2 separate regions of the Mus musculus genome follow, and region 2 is linked to region 1. The links are chromatin contacts, called in public HiChIP or PLAC-seq maps. All regions are on one chromosome and are shown on one strand. Each heading gives the region's core, a stretch centred on a gene start, on an enhancer-like site or on the middle of the called end of the contact. The rest is flanking DNA. Distances are from core to core; before and after follow the strand shown.

Region 1 (5,423 bases), core at 1,113-3,612:
CCACCCCATAATCAGCATCCAAACGCTGACACCATTGCATACACTAGCAAGATTTTATCGAAAGGAGCCAGATGTAGCTGTCTCTTGTGAGACTATGCCGGGGCCTAGCAAACACAGAAGTGGATGCTCACAGTCAGCTAATGGATGGATCATAGGGCTCCCAATGGAGGAGCTAGAGAAAGTACCCAAGGAGCTAAAGGGATCTGCAACCCTATAGGTGGAACAACATTATGAACTAACCAGTACCCCGGAGCTCTTGACTCTAGCTGCATATGTATCAAAAGATGGCCTAGTCGGCCATCACTGGAAAGAGAGGCCCATTGGACACGCAAACTTTATATGCCCCAGAACAGGGGAACGCCAGGGCCAAAAAGGGGGAGTGGGCGGGTAGGGGAGTAGGGGTGGGTGGGTAATTTTGGTATAGCATTGGAAATGTAAATGAGCTAAATACCTAATTTAAAAAAAAACTGTAAAATTGGGGGCTGGAGAGATGGCTCAGCCGTTAAGAGCACGGACTGCTCTTCCAGAGGTCCTAAGTTCAATTCCCAGCTACCACATGGTGGCTCACAACCATCTGTACAGCTACAGTGTGCATATATACATAAAAACAAATAAATAAAGCCACCATGTGGTTGCTAGGAATTGAACTCAAGACCTTTGGAAGAGCAGTCCATCCTCTTAACCACTGAGCCATCTCTCCAGCCACCAACATCCTTGTTTCTTATGCCTTTGGATTGTTATCTTGTGGCTGTTTTGTCTACTATTCATGTTCAGGCTTTTGTATATGGACCCGTTTTTCATTTCTTTGTGGAGGGTGGGGGTGGATGTACATAAGAGTAGAATGCTCAAGCATATAGTGGTTCTATATCAAATGTTTGGAAGTAATGCCAAACTGATTTCCACAGCACTTGCAATGTTTCATAATCTCATTAGGAAAGTATCAGATTTCAGTTTCTCTGTGTCCTCATCATCATGAGATATATTTTGAAAAGTTTTCCTGGAACTCTGAGACAGCTCAGGATAGTTTAAATGATCTGGTTGCTTGAACATCATTTTTACCCTCAACTTGGGATCACAGAACTGTTAATATAGAGCAGTGTTTCTTAGTCAGGGTTTGTATTCCTGCACAAAACATTATGACCAAGAAGCAAGTTGGGGAGGAAAGGGTTTATTCAGCTTATACTTCCACATGGCTGTTCATCACCAAAGGAAGTCAGCACAGGAACTCACACAGGACAGGAACCTGGAGGCAGGAGCTGATGCAGAGGCCATGGAGGGGTGCTGCTTACTGGCTTGCTTCCCCTGGCTTGCTCAGCTTGCTTTCTTATAGAACACAGGACTACCAGCCCAGGGATGGCACCACCCACAATGGGCTGGGCCCTCCCTCCTTGATCACTAATTGAGAAAATGCCTTTCAGCTGGATTTCATGGAGGCATTTCCTCAAGGGAGGCTCCTTTCTCTGTGATAACTCCAGCTTGTGTCAATTTGGCACACAAAACCCAGCCAGTGCACAGTGTTTCTGCACTGAGAACAACGCCGAACACCTATTTATCCCGCATTCACACCTGTTTAACCTTACGGCTGTTTTTGACGATCCATTTCTCTCTCTCCACCATGCAATTCCAATCTTGTGAAAATTCCCATTTGCTCTCATCATTTCATAAATCTCAAAATTGGACCAAAAAAAATCATAAGAGACAAGACTTGAACGTAGGTTCATTTGTGTGTATTGTTTTTGTTTTTGTGATACCGAGGGGTCCATGAATTTAGATTGCAGAAATCCAAAGTAGAGACTTGGTCTCCCACCCACGCGTAAAGGGCACCTTATCTGAATGGGGTCCCTTGCACTGAGAAAGACAAGTTGTTTTAAAAAGTGTAGTTAGTCTCTATCGTCAGCAGAGGGCAGACCTCAGCAGCCTGAGAGCTGGTAGCCAGGATGCGATCTTGACACCGCGTTGCGTCTCTGAGGGCCTGCAGGGGGCGCTGCAGCTCACATCAGCTGCCAAGGACGCTGCCGTCACCAGCTGCTGGCTTCTGGCTGTTGCTACTGTTCCTCACATGAAGCTGGGGGAAAGAATTCATCATTTGAGAGGTTGAGAGAGGAAAGGGCACGCTGCTGTCTTCCTCAAGACACTGGCCTGCTGCAGACATCCGGGAGGTTTACATTTTTGGGATTCAATTCGGTCATCTGAATTTATCATGGCTACAAAGAATATAAAGTCAAAGAAAAAAAATTGTATGTTAAAGTTTTCTAGTGACAGTGTACTTTTCTGAACACGGAACTAAAAAGGATAAACAGCCGCGGGCTAGGGACAAGGTTGAGTGACCCCCATCAGGACCTCCACGGGAACGTTTCCTGCTGTGAGTCAGTTTCTTCAGGGAGAGCAAGAGATGGAAACTCCATCTGACAGACCTGATACCGACTCTGGAGTTCTAAAATAGAACTCTGACACGTTTGGGCTAAACGCCTTCTCCTAGGAAGCAAGATTCTCGGCTCTGCATTTCAGAGGCAGATACTGGGGAAGACTGGTTGCTTGGGTTTTTAGGGTTTCTTGAGGTTCATCCGCATCTAGAACTGATGTGTGAATTGTGTTATTTCTTGGCCTATCATGCCTATATGCAAGCTATTCTGCTATAATAAATGAGGCTATTTAACTTTTTTTTTCTGTTTTCTTTTTCTTTTTTTTCTTTTTCTGTTTTTGAGAAAAAGTCTTATTCTACAGCCCAGGCTGGCTTGACATCCTGTAACCCAAGCTGTCCTCAGTCTGCTGACACCGCTCCCCGCTCAGCTCTCAGCCTCCCTCAGTGCATACACTACGTCCCCTTAAAGGACTTAACACTTTTGAGGAAGTCTTTATGGTCCTCGTTTTTTTAAAAACAAGAAAGCCACAGCTGTTAAAGTTCAAAGTCACGGAGTGAACCCCTGACAGAGGAGAAAATGCCACAAAATGGCTAATCTCCCTTCAGGGCTGTTGACAGTTAGTGTGCTAGTATCAACCGGTGTTATCACATTCCTCAGAAGAGGCCTGGCAGATGAGGGGCAGGATGCCCACTTACATTTAGATTCCCGGCAAAGAGCAAATACCCTTTAGTCACACCCAAAATATTGCACAGGACATGCATACTTTTCCCGACCCCAGTAGACAGTTGTGGAGGAAGAGATTTCTCTCTCCTCCCATCACTAGATTTCGATTGGAGACTTACAACAGATTAACAAGAGAACAGTATAACAAATTGATTTTGTGTGTGTGTGTGTGTGTGTGACCTGGGAGACCAGAAACAAAGGCCCAAAGAATGAGAGAAGTTGTTTTTATCTGTGTGTGTGTGTGTGTGTGTGTGTGCCTCTCTCTGTCTCTGTGTGTGTGTCTGTCTCTGTCTCTTTCTGTCTCTCTGTGTCTCTGTCTCTCTCTGTGAAGGCATCTCTGAGTATCTTCTTCTATCCTGCTCCATTTTACTTTTTTGAGACAAGATCTCTTCACCAACCTGGAACTTGCTGTTTAGCCCAGATTAGCTGACCAGCGAGCCCCCGATTTCCTCTTGTCTGCCTCTGGGTGAGATATAGGTGCAAGAGATCTGACCTCAGACCCTCAGGCTTGCTCACTAATTACTTTATCCATTGGGCCACGCCCCATCACTGAGATACTGTAATCTTGTAGGCACTTATGTAGAGGTATGATTGCTCAAAAGGATGTGATCTGAGGCTGATAGGCTGGGAGAACTCAGACACTTCTCAGTGGCCCTGGAGCTTTGGAGAGAAGGGTGCTCCTTTACCTCCAGTGTAGGAAGAACGCCTATCAAATGAAGGACTTGAGATCTGTTTCAGGATGGAAGGGGGTCGGGGGAGAAAGAGTTTCCTGCTCTGTTAGTTACTTTATCATCGTGCTAGCCAAATACCTTTTGGGAATAAAGGAGGAGGATGTATTCTGGCTCATGGTTTCATAGGGTGCAGTCCGTACTTACTGGTCTCCATCACAGCACCAAAGACTTAAGCAGAACATCATGTACCAGGAGTAGAGGGCGGCTGTTTACATCACAGAGGCAGCTAGTAAGAGTATGCGTGGATTGTGCGTGGCCGGTCATACTTTTAGTCCAGTACTTGGAAGGCAGAAGCAAGCAGATGTCAGCAAGTTCCAATCCAGCTTGATCAACATAGGAAGGTCTCTCTCTCTCACACACACACACACACACACACACACACACACACAGACACACACAGACACACACAGACACACACACTACCAGAGACCTAACCCCCTACCCTGACTATTTTTCTAACTAGTTCCCGCCCCTTAAATTCCCACCTCTTAAAAAACCTCCGTCATTTATGGGCTGAGCCTGCAGATCACTAATCTATATGGGACATTTCTCAACCAAACCATTTCTGTTGTTTTCTTAATGCTAAGATGCTGTATTTTGTTATGTCCTGAACCCCATCACAATTCGACCTTAAAACTACGAGCCTGGGGCGAACCCACGCTGCTCTTAAAATTCTACCGTGAGGTACCCTACAGGTCTATGGTTAATTTATGTTGGAGAGAGATTTCTGAGAAAGGCAAAGGTTTCCAAAACACACTAGACGGTTTGCAAGGAAAACAACCATTCAGGCACATCAAACCCGGTTACAAAAGAGAACAGTGAGAGTTGGCAATGTGGGATTCTGGGGAGCGACTGGCTGGTGCGCTTGGGCTAGGTCGGTGATACACTTTGAAGGCATAAGTAACAGGATAGTGAACTTTATGGGGCTTGTTCTGTTTCGGACATTCAAGGGGTCTCTAACAGGCTCAAGCATGACAGACATGCCCCACCCCCCCACCCAGGTGTTGCCCTCTCTCCTTCCCTCTCCCTTGTTTAACCTTTTAAAGTACATTTCTAAAGCCAGCCCCCAAGGTCTAGGCCCTTACGAGTCTACTGACTCATTCCCGAAACTAAGAACCATAGTCCAGCGATCAAGATTTATTATTTGGCTGCCCTGGCTAATCTGCCCGTCAGGACTCACCCAACGCCCCTCAGCACAGACTTCCTTTTTCTTCTCCCCTTTTGTCCACTCCTGCAAAAAGCACCTCCCCACCCCCACTCCCAACCCCGACTCTCGATCGTCCCTCTGAGATAATAAATCTCCTTTGTGCTGAGAATTCGGTGTCTGAGTGTGTTCTCTACCGATTCTGAGGGGTCCCCTTACAGATGTGATATGTTTCTGTGCACTTTTTGTTGAAAACAAAATGTCTATCAGAGCTGGCTCAGTAGGTGAAGGTGCTTGCCACCAATTCTGACAATCTGGGTTTGATCCCTGGGACCCACATGGTAGAAGGAGAAAATTGACTTCCAAAAGTCATCCTCTGCCCTCCATACATGTGGTTCCCCATCAATGCACACATTAAATTAAATAAAGATACAGCAAGCATGCCCAGATCCTGGAACAAGA
Region 2 (5,423 bases), core at 958-3,457, 70 kb after region 1:
TCCCCTCCTCACCAGAATGAGGAGGGTGACACAACAGCTACCAGGGTTTCCTATGATCCGCAAAGCCACAGCTGAGCTAACGTGGTTGATTCGCTAATCCATTTCACAAGCTATCCTTGGCAAGAGGCACTTTCTACCTTCCCTCTGTCAGCTGCCTGGGCTGAGCAAATTGGGCATGGCTTTTTGATTGCACATTCGGTTCCTTCCCAGCTTAAAAAGCGATCTCACATTCCCAGCAGGATGTGTCCGGGGAGAGCCATCTGAAGGCACCAGCCTGCATTATAGAGGTACATCAGGAGAAGCACTGCAGGCTTTCTGACAATCCAGGGTGAGCCTGCTGTTACCCACGCTCTAGATATCAAAGGTATGATCGTCTGGTTGGTTGTCTCAGGAGCTGGTGCCAACAGCCCACTTTATATCCGTGGGTGGTGCCTTCTGTTTAAAGGTCAGAGAGCTCAAATTTTGTGTTTATAGAACTATATATATTAACAAAAAATGTCTAGGTTACTGTCACTATGATTCCGATTGGATTTCAAGACACCTAGGAGATTTGTAAAGCACAGTTCTGAGTGTGTCTGCGAAATGGTTTCCAAACACAATTATGTTCCTGAGGTCTTTAGCCTAATGAATCAATCACCGATCACGAATTCAAAGTTTAAAGACTCTCGGGAGGTGGTAAAACTGTGAGAGGTGGGGGCCTAGTGGGAGGAAGTGGTTATTGGGAATGTGCCATTAGTGTGTATCTTGGATGTTTCCTACTGTTCCTCTTTGCTTCTGGCTGCTCTGGAGTGAGCAACTCTTCTCTACCTGTGCCTCCCACCATGATATACTGTCTCAATCACAACCCCCAAGCAACAGAGCCAATCAAGCCCAAACTGAAACCCTTAAGACCAAAATGAACCTTTCCTCTTTTAGGCATTTGTTACAGAGGCAAACATCCTGCTGAACACACTAACCAAGCAATGAAGAACTATCTCATGATTGGAATTAACCTGAAGGCAGTAAGCTGTGTTCGTGTTAGCTGGCCTCCTGCTCATTAGGGCTCCTGCCCCCTCTGTTGGCTTGCCTGAGGCATAATTTGCACTTAGCACCCAATTCTTCTCAATCCCTTCTAGAAAAACCAATTTGCATGCCTTTTAATTAAACACACGCATTGCATTACTACCTCCCTAAGGGTTCTACTCCTGGTCTGCCTAACTCCCAGCTCTACCTAAGCCACAGAATCCTTAAAGAAAGGGTCAAGATTCCATTTGATAGAAGAACATTGGATGAGCAAATTGGAAGTAAAAGGATTGGAATTTAGATGTGTGCTGTCTAGCAAGAACATAATTCACCCATCTGTTCTGGCTTCAGATTCTTTATTTGTTAAATGATTAGGTTTGAGAACCAAGACATTAAAAAAAAATGTCCATCTGTGTGCCTGTGCTATATGCCCGTATGAAGGACAGTTTGCTGAGACCAGCGTCGCCTGGAGTTAGAGTTACAGGTGGTTGGAACCTGTGTGCTGTGGGTGGCAGAGACTCCAGTCCTCTGGAAGAGTAGCAAGTGCTCTTGTGTGCTGAGTCATTCTCTCAGCCATTGCAATCTAGATTTTTATATCTCAGGAGCTCAGGGATCATTTTTGGAGAAGACAATACTGTTACAACAACAACAACAACAAAAATGACATACAAAAACAACAACAACCCCTTCTATCTCAGACGTAATACAACTCTAATAATGAGAAGTTGAATCTACATCCACAGGGAGACATTTTGATGGTGTCTCACACCACACCTGGATATATGTGTGACCACAGAGGGGCAGGAGCTGGCGGGAGCTCAGCGTCTTTTGTGAAATGCAATGTGCTGACCTCTAAGATTCTCCCCACTGATTCCCCTCTCCTTCCCTCCTACTTTTCCCTTTGTTAGTATTTCTTCTCTTTCTCCTTTTCAACTCCTCCCTCCCTTCCCTTTCATTCCCTTCCTTCCTTTCTTTAGTTCTGACAGTTGAATCCTTGGACGATAGGCAAGTGCTTATAGATGAACAGCACCTCCAGATCACCCCTGACTCTAAAAGGTGCTTTGTAATCAAGGATTCAGGAGCTTAGAAAGGACTTCTGCAAGACCACACAGCTAGAATGTGGTAGTGTACCAAGTTCCCAGGAGTCCTGAGAGGGAAGTCTCAGCTTCTATACTTAGGTGTTTGCTAGCCTCTGACATTCCGTAATGACCAAAGAACCTGGGTTTTTCTAACTTCCTAGTTTCATTCTGTTGCTGTGGTAAAGCCCTGACAAAAGCCAACTCAGGGAGAAGAATGTTTATTTGTTTCTGTTTCCACAAGACCATGGAGGAGTGCTGCCAACAGGCTTGCTCTCTGTGGCCTATTCAGTGCCATGGAACATATTTACTTGGGTCAACTTCAGTTATAGATGAGGAAGAAACAGTCAGCTAGTGTCATGGAGGAGGAATGGAAAGATGCAGTGTTAATACTCCAGCCCTTCCCTATGGTATCATCAACTTGTCCTAATTGGCCAAAATAATCTTGGCTCTAAAACTGAAATTCCCAAGTCCGGCAAAACTCAATGCTAGGCAAACCTATATGGTTGTTTACCTGGAATTTCTATAATTAGGAGAATATAATTTCTATTCTATACAGTATAAAAATAAATAGCCTTCTGTTGATGTCACCTTGGAGGTTATGTCTGAGATAATTTGATGTCTAGGGAGAATTCAAAATTCATTTGTAGGCTTGTGGACAAGGAGACTTTCAGATGTCCTGAACCCCAGACACAGTAGGAATCACTGTGGTTATTAGTTGGGGGAATAGTGCTGTAGCTATATTCTCAAGAGCCAAAGCAATGAGCAATGATTCCAAACCAGTTCCCAATAATGCTCCAAATTGCAGTGTTGATTTGAAAGCAAGCTAAGACTGAGTGAAACCCAAATGATGTCCACAGAGAGTTGTTAGTTTAACCAGGAACTATAGTTCCTTTCAGCCAACCTGAGAAATATATCAGTGCAAAAATCTAGTCCAATTCCTGGGACCAACAGACGTCTCACCCAGTTTCGTCCAGCAGAGTGGCTCAACTGCAATCCATCCCACTGGGTGCCTGGCATTGGAAAGGATGGATGTGAGTTGGATGGTGGGGGAGGACACCGCTCTCAAGAACCAAGAGATGGGGAGCCTTTCCCTATTTGCTGATTCATGCCAGTGCCTGTACTGAAGGCAGATACAGGTTTTCACCACCCTTCCACCCTGAGCTGTTTACAGGCTCCTGCTAGTATGGAGCAGAATGGACATCAAGGTAGTTACACCATTGCCCTGTTCACAAGGGATGGCTCTGAACCACCTGTCTGATAGCCTACCCCAGGGGAACAAAGGAACTCTGAGGAGAAACTATCCAGTTCTTTTCCTGCGATAGGCTGAGGTCACACTGCTGGGGTTGCTGGGAGTAAGTTTGCACAGAACGCTCCCCTACCACTCTGTCGCCACACTGATGCTATCCCCACTGCTGGCTGCCCCAGCACTGTGAGCAGGCACTCTTGTCAAGACTGGGAACGAACACAGCAGGAGTGCTGTGCTTTCTGTCATCAGTTTTCCCAGGGAGAGCCTGGCTCTGAACCTCCAACTGGTCAGAGGAAAACTGCTTCAGGACCTTCATGTTACTGGTGCTACCAGGAGGTGCCAGAGGTCCTCAATACTAACAGGGCAACAGTGCTTGAGCCAATCTCTACCACGTGGCAGGAACCACCACTTCTATCATAGAAGTGTCCATAGACAATGTATTTCCCAGATTCGGCTGTCTGGTACCACAGCTGCAGTGTCTATAGTTTTGCATGGACCACAGACGTAGTGTGTCCAAACTCATTAATCATCTCTAAAGAGAGTATAGGGAGGCTACACTATGATGTCTAGGTGGAAATAAAGCCAGTGTACTTTCAAGATACATCTTCAGGAGAAAGCCACTTATAAAGAAAGTTATCCCATAAGAGTGGTAGAGATCTCGACTCCCCGAGATACACACATCTTACTGCAGGAATATAACAAACATGAAAAAGTAATATACCTGCAAATGATGATAATCCTCTAACAACAGATTGCAAAGAAATTGAAACAGATGAAATGTCTGATGAAGCGTTCAAAAGAATAATTACAAAAAGCTCAGTGAGATCCTAAAGGATGCAGACAAATCATTACACGCAATTAGCAAAACCATATAGGGCATGAACGAGACATTTTTATAGAGAAACTGTTTGAGAAGGAAACGAAGAGCATGCTCAAACAGTCCGATGATAAATCAGTGGAAATCCTTCAGTAACCATCAGATGGAAGAAGGGAGGACATCCGAGCCTGAAGACAGGACAACAGGGACAAAAACAAGCATGAAGAAAGATTCAGGGGCCTTTGGGACAGGGCCTCTGAGATGGCTCAGCAAGTTAAGGGGCTTGCTACCAAGCCTAGTAAGTTTGATCCCTGGACCCCACAGTGTGAAAAGAGAACGGACTACTACAAATTGTCCTCTGACTTCTACATAGTGGGAAATCACAGCACCCCACTGTAATCAATAGACAGAGCATCAGCAAACCAACACCGGAATAAAAGTAGATGGTAGGTTATGTGAGCCGATCAGATATTTAGAGGACGTGAACATCCAATAGCTATGTAACATGTGCTTTTTCATCAGTCCATAGAACTTTCCCTAATTCAGACCATGCACTGGGCCACAAAAGTCATCCCAACACATTTTAAAGGAGTGAAATTCTATCTTGTGTCTTTTCTGATTCCAGTGGAATACCACAAGAAGGGAACAATAAAGAGACTTTAGAAATTATATAAATCCTTGATTACCAAAATGGCACTTTGAGAACCTTCTACTTTGTTTATTATTGTTGTTCTCTTCCACACATGGAACCTAAACCTGGTCAACTAGAAAGTAGAAAAGTGTTTGTGATGCCTTGGGAAGGGTGCTGTGGGGTGGAGGTGAGTCTGGAGGAAAGGTGGCTGGGTGTGGTCAGTGTGCAGTCTGTCCCTGTAGGGAGAGAGCATAGTGAATCCCATCAGTATGATGTGTGTGTGCTTGGAAAGGGACAGAAATGGCCCTGCCCCTGACTCTATCCTTGGAACTTCTCATTTGGTGAGTCTGAGGCAGGGTTGCGAGGTGAAGGTTTACCTCATTTCTCTGTTGTCTTATTTGGAAACTATGGACTGAAAAGCAAACCACAGAATCAAGAGAGTGAGACTCGTTCTAGTCCTTTCTCAGCTACAGACTCACTTTCCCAGGACCACTCTTGAGAGCCATCTGTGGAGTGCACACAGATGAATTGCCTTGTGGTAGCGACAGAATGACCATTCTTATCTCCATGCCTTACTTTCTCTAAATGCACAGGGAGGTGCTGTCTGAAAACACTTCCCAGAAACTGTTCTGAGGTTACGTTAAATGC

The links. HiChIP or PLAC-seq counts read pairs in DNA pulled down with a chosen protein or histone mark.
Region 2: an H3K27ac HiChIP or PLAC-seq map of microglia shows a contact between it and region 1, with 4 times the contacts expected there. The contact joins two enhancer-like sites. A contact is called at or near these places in 3 of 39 promoter capture datasets (the 3T3-L1 cell line, the HPC-7 cell line and neutrophils), 2 of 15 datasets of contacts at CTCF or cohesin (CD8 T cells and pro-B cells), 23 of 484 Hi-C or Micro-C datasets (the BV-2 cell line, CD8 T cells, the G1E-ER4 cell line and 14 more), 8 of 115 datasets of contacts at active chromatin or transcription factors (CD8 T cells, the HPC-7 cell line, bone marrow-derived dendritic cells and 4 more) and 1 of 9 other capture datasets (bone marrow-derived macrophages).

Annotation. Positions count from the first base shown.
Region 1 is chr13:45,029,074-45,034,496 of GRCm38.p6, forward strand. No RefSeq gene overlaps it. Among named protein-coding and RNA genes, the nearest start is that of Gm23104, 5.4 kb to the left of the region's middle. Within about 2 kb of position 2,363, at least 60 of the 459 cell types and tissues checked have an H3K27ac peak or open chromatin away from gene starts, as enhancers often do. A contact at or near this core is called in bone marrow-derived macrophages and microglia, where this site is marked.
Region 2 is chr13:45,099,729-45,105,151 of GRCm38.p6, forward strand. No RefSeq gene overlaps it. Among named protein-coding and RNA genes, the nearest start is that of Gm40932, 4.5 kb to the right of the region's middle. Within about 2 kb of position 2,208, at least 13 of the 459 cell types and tissues checked have an H3K27ac peak or open chromatin away from gene starts, as enhancers often do. A contact at or near this core is called in bone marrow-derived macrophages and microglia, where this site is marked.